Linked DNA regions of Mus musculus: region 2 is linked to region 1. The links are chromatin contacts, called in public HiChIP or PLAC-seq maps. All regions are on one chromosome and are shown on one strand. Each heading gives the region's core, a stretch centred on a gene start, on an enhancer-like site or on the middle of the called end of the contact. The rest is flanking DNA. Distances are from core to core; before and after follow the strand shown. Region 1 has its middle 63 kb from the start of Vmn2r26. Region 2 has its middle 12 kb from the start of 1700027F06Rik.

What was found. HiChIP or PLAC-seq counts read pairs in DNA pulled down with a chosen protein or histone mark.
Region 2: an H3K4me3 HiChIP or PLAC-seq map of bone marrow-derived macrophages shows a contact between it and region 1, with 9 times the contacts expected there. The contact joins two enhancer-like sites. A contact is called at or near these places in 3 of 39 promoter capture datasets (the C10 cell line, maxillary cranial neural crest and pre-B cells), 1 of 15 datasets of contacts at CTCF or cohesin (large pre-B cells), 2 of 484 Hi-C or Micro-C datasets (both in bone marrow-derived macrophages), 3 of 115 datasets of contacts at active chromatin or transcription factors (bone marrow-derived macrophages and large pre-B cells) and 1 of 9 other capture datasets (embryonic stem cells).

Annotation. Positions count from the first base shown.
Region 1 is chr6:123,960,160-123,964,345 of GRCm38.p6, forward strand. It overlaps the pseudogene Gm21023. Among named protein-coding and RNA genes, the nearest start is that of Vmn2r26, 63 kb to the right of the region's middle. Within about 2 kb of position 1,377, at least 36 of the 459 cell types and tissues checked have an H3K27ac peak or open chromatin away from gene starts, as enhancers often do. A contact at or near this core is called in bone marrow-derived macrophages and pre-B cells, where this site is marked.
Region 2 is chr6:124,374,217-124,378,004 of GRCm38.p6, forward strand. No RefSeq gene overlaps it. Among named protein-coding and RNA genes, the nearest start is that of 1700027F06Rik, 12 kb to the left of the region's middle. Within about 2 kb of position 1,480, at least 133 of the 459 cell types and tissues checked have an H3K27ac peak or open chromatin away from gene starts, as enhancers often do. A contact at or near this core is called in bone marrow-derived macrophages and pre-B cells, where this site is marked.

The DNA.
Region 1 (4,186 bases), core at 127-2,626:
TTATGTCCCTGTGGCTTTCATTATTGTTCTGTTATCAAACATTTATCATAAGGCTAATACATGCTAGCAATATGTCAATATGTAGAGGTTAGTATAGTCATAAGCTATTTACCAATACTATCCACACTATTTATATTTGAAAACTGAATTTTCTCAGTCACTCGGTGATGAAAGGAGGATTCTGGACACCAGATTCTCATTTTGGTGAAAAATAGGAACAATAAAAATGAGTTGTTTTAAACGTTTTGCATAATAGCTTTTCAGAATAAATACAATTTTTTCACAACTCTTAATTACTTGTGAAAGTTTGAATAAAAAATTCATATTTTAAAATACGAAAGTTGTCAATAAGGGAGAGGAAAGCAGAAGACATGTGGTATAGGATTGTAGAGAATCATGTGATAGAGAGCACCAAAAAAATATGGGAGTCAGAGAGAATAGATGGAGTAAGTTAACCAAACCTGAAGATATATGAAGAGGTCAGGCATAAAGCATAACTTTGAGCCAGTTAGAAAGAAAACATAATTTAAAAAGTATTTAAACAAATTTGTTATAGATTATTATGTATAAAAAATTTCTGTGGCAGATAGGAAGCCCCCAAAAGACGTCAAGACTATGCAGGTTATGATCATTGCCCTTGGTTACACATAAGAAGCACGTTTTCATTGTTGTTGCCCCATTGAATAGCTGCATACTTATGCCCACATGGAAAGCATGGTGGATTATAAGTCCATTGGATCATGAAGGAAAAAACAAAATGAAAAACAAATGTAGGATAGGGACATGGTGGGAGTCTGGAGGGTCTGTGAGGACAGAGCGAGATGAGGGAGGGAGGAAAATGTGTGTGAACAGAAGGTATTGTGTACTTGTATGCTTGAATATAATTGTCAAGGAAATAAATTATTGTAATAGACCATATACGATGGATATAAAAACAATGATGTCTAACCTTTTAATTTGAACTTAAAAAGGCAAGCAAACAGTTCTCTGAAGAAATAAGTTAAACATATCCTTTCCTTAGAGAGTGAGATGATTTACTTTTAAGATTGACTTAGCAAAATTCTCCTATTAAACTGAAGGGCAGAGGAGTGTGATCTGAGATAAAAACATGCAGGAGTAAAATTTTGTTCCAGCCTTATAGCAATGTTAAAGGAAACTTGCAGAGAAAAGGAAATTTGTATAAGCTAGAAAATTATACTGACATAGAGACAATAATAACAATGAAGAATACCATATTAAACTTGAGCATTGTATTTAGTTTATTTTTCTAGTAGGGTATAATCTCCTCAAAACCACAAAGTGAATACAATACCACATAGCTACATTTTTAGATAAAGGAAACGCTTGACAGCACTGCTACAACAAATAGGAAAGAGGAACATAGGGTTTCCAAATGTGTCATCATTGCTGTTAAGCAGTACTTGTAAGTATGTCTTGAACATATTAGAAAACCACAAGAATTTTTTAAGTATAACTGACATTCTATGAGAAAAGGTACAATGGAAAATATTCGATTAAATCTAAAGAAGTCAGCTAAAGATAAGATAACAAAAAGGGTCAACTGCCTCCAAAAAGAAAATGCTCATGTGAAAGTCATTATTATAAAGCTCAATAATCAGTTTAAGGTTAGTTCACTAAATGCATGAATTTAAAACAGATACAAATTGGAGTAAAACACTATACTCAACCAGACAAACAAAAAGCTGCCATGACTTGACTAGTTAACATGAAATCCACAAGGAGAGTCAGTGTCCCTTAGCAATGCAGAAAATGCAAGCTTACCACTGCAAGAGTACATGGTCCTAATTTTGTGCTTATACATGTAGCCCTACATGGACTCAATGGTCTTAAAAAATATAACACATTAGCTGGGAGGGTAGATGGTATGGATAATAGAGAATATACAAGGGGTAGATTAGAAATAAACATATTGTGTGCATGTATGAAATTCTTAAACAATAAAAAGGATTAAGAAAGAGACAAATATAGAGGGAGAAGGCATGCAGGAACATACTGTGTCAACACTAATCAAAAGAAAGTTGGATTGAGTATATTAAAGAGAGCAAAGTAGCCTTCAGAACAACTTAGACATTAAAAGAAACATGAAAACAATAATTAATATAAATAATAAAACAAAAACAATAAAAAACACCAAGAAAACTTTAAAATGATCATAGAATGAATTGGGTGGTGTTCCTTCTGTTCCTATTTTGTGGAATAATCTGACAAGTATTGGGATTAGATCTTCTTTGAAAATGTGATAAAATTCTACACTAAACCCATCTGGTCATGGGCTTGATTTGGCTGGGAGACTTTTAATGACTGCTTCTATTTCTTTAAGGGTTTATGGGACTGTTTGGATAGTTTAGCTGATCCTGTTTTAACTTTGGTACCTGGTATCTGTCTAGGGAATTGTTCATTTCATCCAGAGTATGCAGTTTTGTTGAGTATATGTTTTTGTAGTAGTATCTGATGAATTTTTGAATTTTCTCAGTTTCTGTTGCTATGTCTGCCTTGTCATTTCTGATTTTGTTAATGTGAATACTGTCTCTGTGTCCTCTAACTAGTCTGGCTCACGGATTATCTATCTTGCTGATTTTCTCAAAGACCCAACATTTGGTTTTGTTCATTCTTTGTATAGTTCTTTTTTGTTTCTATGTCTTCTTCAGTGTATTTGCTTCTTTTTGTTCAAGAACTTTCAAGTGTGTTGTCAAGCTTCAAGTGTATGCTCTCTCCAGTTTATTTTTGGAGGCAGATAGAGCTATGAGTTTTCCTCTTCCCACTGCTGTCATTGTGTCACATAATTTTTGGTAGGTTGTGCCTTCATTTTCATTAAATTCTAAAAAGTCTTTGATTTCTTTATTTCTTTCTTGACCAAGTAAGTTATCAATGAGGATATCATTGTTCAGCTTCCATGTTTATGTGGACTTTCTGTTATTTTTGTTATTATTGAAGAACAGCCTTAATCCGTGATGTTCTATTAAGATACATGGGTTTTTCAATCTTTTTATACAAAAAGTATCTACTGAGGCTTGTTTTGTGACTAATTTTATGGTTAATTTTGGAGATGGAATCATGAAGTTCTGAGAAGAAGGTATATTCTTTTGTTTTAGAATGAAATGTTATAATGACATCTGTTAAAGCCATTTAGTCCATAACTTCTATTAGTTTCACTATGTCTCTTTAGTTTCTGTTTACATGATCCGTCCATTTATGAGAGTGTGGTTTGAGATCTCCCACTATTATTGTGTGAGGTGTAGTGTGTGGTTTGAGCTTTAGTAAAGTTTCTTTTATGGATGTGGGTTTCCTTGCATTTGGAGCATAGGTGTTCCCTTTCTGATTTCTTTATTGTTTCTATTTCCATTTTTAGATCCTGGGTGGTTTGATTCAATTGCTTCACCTGTTTGGGTGTGTTATCCTGTAATTCTTTAATTGACTTTTGTGTTTCCTCTTTAAGGGCTTCTACTTTTTACCTGTGTTCTCCTGTTCTCCTTTAAGGGAGTCATTTGTGCTTCTTAAAGCCCTCTATCATCATCATGAGATGTGATTTTAAATCAGTCTTGCTTTTCTGGTGTGTTGGTGTATCCAGGGCTTGCTGTGGTGGTAGGACTGGGTTCTGATGATTGTAAATAACCTTGGTTTCTGTTACTTATGTTTTTGCCCTTGCCTCTTGACATCTGGTTATTTATGAGGTTAGCAGGTCTTGCAGGCTTGTCCCTCCTGCAATTCCATGTGTCAGTTGTCTTGGGAGATCAGTTCTCTCCAGGAAGAATTTAGATATGGAGATGTGGCACAGGGTCAGCTCCAGGGTGTAGAAGGAAACTGGAAGGATCCTGAAAGTCATTATTACAAAGATCAATAATCAGTTTAAGATTATTCCTTCATTCCTCTGTCCTGATGGCTCTGGGCAGGTCCCTCTTAGGCAAGATAATTGGGGAGAATTGGTCAACTTACCTGTGCTCACATGTGTGTTGGCACTACTTGGATACTAGCTCTCTCCTGACAGTATTTGCATATTGAACATGGTAGCACAGGATCAACTCCCAGAGCAGACAGAAACCAGAAGGATCCTGTCCCAGGCTCCTCCCTGATACCTCTGCCCTGAGGGCTCAGGTATGTACCTCTGAGCAGAAGTGGTGGTCTTACCTCTGCTCACAGACTTGTCCCCACTACTGGGAGACAAGCT
Region 2 (3,788 bases), core at 230-2,729, 410 kb after region 1:
TTGGGGTGGAGGGTGCACTCCATAGCTCTTCACAGCCAAAGCAGGCCTAATTACATACTTTACAGGCCCCCAGCCAAAGAGGAAATGTGGGATTCCTTGCTGCTCATTTATTGCCATTCTCAAGGGAGATCTGGAATATTCCCTGTAACGTGGGGTCCCTTTAAGCATAGTTTGTGTTTCTTGTTTAAATGTATGTTTAATGTTATATAGACACTAGCCTAGTTGCTTCTTTTTGCCTTGCCCACATTTTTCATGGTTCCCTGAGACTATCTGGCAGCTTGGTCTTATTAAATAGAATGAGGCTCTAAAATTCCTATTTCTATTTGTTTTTCACACTGCTCAGAAGAAGAAGAAGATCTGGGAAACGAGAAACTTCTGCAGGAGGAAGAGAAGCCCTATGTTCAGGTTGCTGAGTTCAGAGAGTCTAGGATCTCACTGGAGGAGAAATCCATGTGCCTGTACTGACAAGCTATACTACGGTCCAGGCTAGAAGTTCAGAGACTGCCATAGTGGTACTAGGATAGGACCATGACACATTGTGTTCCCCTTTTACATAAGTTCTCCAATAATAAACACTTTGGTCCTACTCACCAGGTGTCTGTCATTGAACTGCTTTGTGAGCAGCTAGAGATATGATCTCACAGCACTGATAATACATCCACCTTTATCCTAGATTATCACAGGAGAAACCCTGGTGAGTGGCTTGTGCTCAGACAGAGAGAAATGTTGGGTCCAGATTAGCTCAAAGTTAAGTCAGTCAAGCATGCCCAAAACGGGCTGGGTTCTTATATTTAGCTTACTGGATACTTTCCAATAACTTGTTTTATCCCGTGGGAAAAGATGAAGATGTGATAGAACCTCGTTGATAAAAATCAAATTAATCTAAAAAGTTGGGAAAAAAAACAACTTTTGAGAGACATAATAGAAATAGGAAGATGGAGAAACCCACTGGAAAGTATGTGATGTATGGTGCAGAGATCTGAACAGTTTGAAAGAATGACTTCCCTGTCAGGGGTACACAGAGGTGACCGGAAGTAAGCCAGTGAAGCTCTTTCTCCCACAGAGGCAAAGTAGAAAGTTGTCCTACTCCCGATCTTATGCTTTGCCCACAGGTAAAAAGTCAGATAAAAAAAGATTATGTCTTCTCCAGTCACTGACTAGCCAATATTTCTCCTTGATTCTCATATCTGAGGTATCTCGTGCTCCAAGCTGACCACACTCAAAACCAGGTCTGTGCATTCAGCCTGTTGGAGTCAGAGCCTGAACTTTGCTCCAGCACGCACAGCAGAGCCTTCAGCAGAACAGCCCGCAGAGCTTCCGCATATAAACAGAAGGGTTTGCAGTTCCGAACAGGAACCTGTCCACAGCCAGTTTACTAATAGAATATAATCCAAACTCTAGCAGTTAGACATTGGCTGGCCTGCTACAACACAGTAGAATCAGGGCTAACCGCCTTTTCCTGAATGCGAAGGCAGCTGCTGTAGTCTCTGGGCGTTGCCAGTTTCCTTCCCCTCACAAACCACAGCAGTTAAAGCGAGCACTGGCTACCAAGGAGCAGGGAAGCTCGCCACATCCTTGCTAGTGTCTGATAAACACATTGCAGAGGAGGCCTTGTGATCTCCACTTGTCGGGGAGAGCGTTCTGTGCTATCTTAGATTTCTCTCAAAAATGTAGTTATCTACAGAATTTACTAAACTAGCCGGCTCACCACTGGCCTGTCCAGAGGTGAAGGGGCACGGGAAATAGGAAATTTCAACTGCGTGTATCAATAATGGTATTTCATGTAACAACTCAGAAATGACCACATCTGGTCGTGGTGGAGTACACCTCTGATCCTAGTGAAGGGGGGCAGAGGCAGGCAGATTTCTATGAGTTCCAAACCAAACTGGTCTACAAAGTAAATTTCAGGCCAGCCAACACTACTTAATGAGACCCTGTCTCAGAAAAGGAAAAAAAAAAAAAAAAAAAAAAACCACACACACACACACACAAATGGCTTTGTGTATTCTCAAAATATGCCTTTCTTCTAACTGGGGTAGTTTGTTTTTGAACCACAATTCCCTATTCCCACCAAAACAGTAAACTCTCCAGACCCAAAATCAACTGCAAAGAACTAGGAGCATCCAGGGAACTGACTGAAACCCTGGGAGTCTGATCCTGAAGGTGACGCGGGAGCCTCAATGGACCTCAGTGGATGGCAGGAAGTGGGGCAGGGACTGGTGAAGGGCTTTGGCATGGCAAGAGGATGCAGAGAGAAAAAGCAAAGAGGTGAGCAGGGCCATGTTCCTTATCTCCTCATTTCATTCCACCATCTGGGCCAAAGCTACAAAACGGGTGCCGTCAACCTAGGCTGCTTGCTCTGCTCCTACCCCCGGCAAAGAAGTACAAACACTACTCAAGGGTCATAGAGAACATTTTAAAAGTTGGGTGGATATCATGGAAGAACAAGTGGTTTGGAATATCAGTTTCCTGGAAAGATGAAGGGAAAGAATAAAAAAGGAAGGAAGGAAGGGAGGGGGGGGGAGGGAGGGAGGGGGAGGGAGGGAGGGAGAGAGAGAGAGAGAGAGAGAGAGAGAGAGAGAGAGAGAGAGAGAGAGAGAGAGAGAGAGAAAGCACCACATCGAAGAAGAGCTGAAGGTGTCAGGTGCGCTTCGGGCGCCTTGGGAGACCAGGAGACAGAGGGTGTCAGATGGCTGTGCTTAGCTGACTCTTTCTTCCGTTTGATTCAGTCTGGAACTCCAGGCCCATGGAGTGGTTCGTCTCCAGTTCAGGGTGGGTTAAACCTCTCAAGAGACACCTTCACAGACACACCCAGAATTGTGTCTCCTAGGTGAGCCCAAACCCAGTCAGGCTGACACAAACCAAGTTCATATAGCTTCAGAGCTATCAAGTTTTTGATCTTTCAAAAAAAAAAAACAAACAAACAAAGCTGTTTCTTTTTCCTTACAACTTTTCTAGTCTCTAGCTCTCTGTGCTATTACTTCTGTCTCTGAGGTAATGGACTCTAATTCCTGCTCACCTAAAACCTGAAGTAACACTGTTATTCTGAGTTTTTTTTTCAAGGTTCTTACTGTACACATGAGTGGTCAAACTCCCTCTCAGGCCTGTTGGCACTGAGTTCCACAAGCTTTGATATAACATCTAATTTGTTTAGGCTCCGTTGTTTCTGAGTGTGCTATTTGATTTTTACAACTCAGACCTCTGGTTCCAATTCCTAACTGTATCTCACTGGAGTTTAAAACACTTTCCCTGCTTGCACACAGGTGCTACGTGCAAAGACCCTTGAAGAGCCCTGAAACTGTGGACAGTACAGAACTCTGCAGAAACTGCACTTCTTTTCAAAGCTGCCAGGCTCTGAAAGGCGCCTCTGGCTGATCCACACAGCTGTCTCATGCTTCTCTGTGTGTGGTCAGAAGACTTTTCTTGGCACCAGTGTTGGTTCCGAAGTCCAGAATGACTTCTTGCACCTAGTCTAAGGGTAGAAAAATGGACCTTTGTTTGTATCTGGGAAGCTTATCTGCTTGCACTCCATCTCAGAAGCAATGAGCATGTGCCTGTGCCCAGAGGGCAAAGGCCAGTGTTCCACGGCTGGCAACTTGGGAGATGGACAAGCTCCAAATGCATACATTCCCAAGACATTCGAGTAATCCTAACCCACACAGGGGTCACCCACACAAAAGCCAGCCCCTATGAGAACATTCTAATGAAATCCTACAGATCCCAGGTGAGTTGCCAGTTTGGAAGAGCTGAGGTCTTCACACCCAGGGGACTTCATACCCACTCACAAT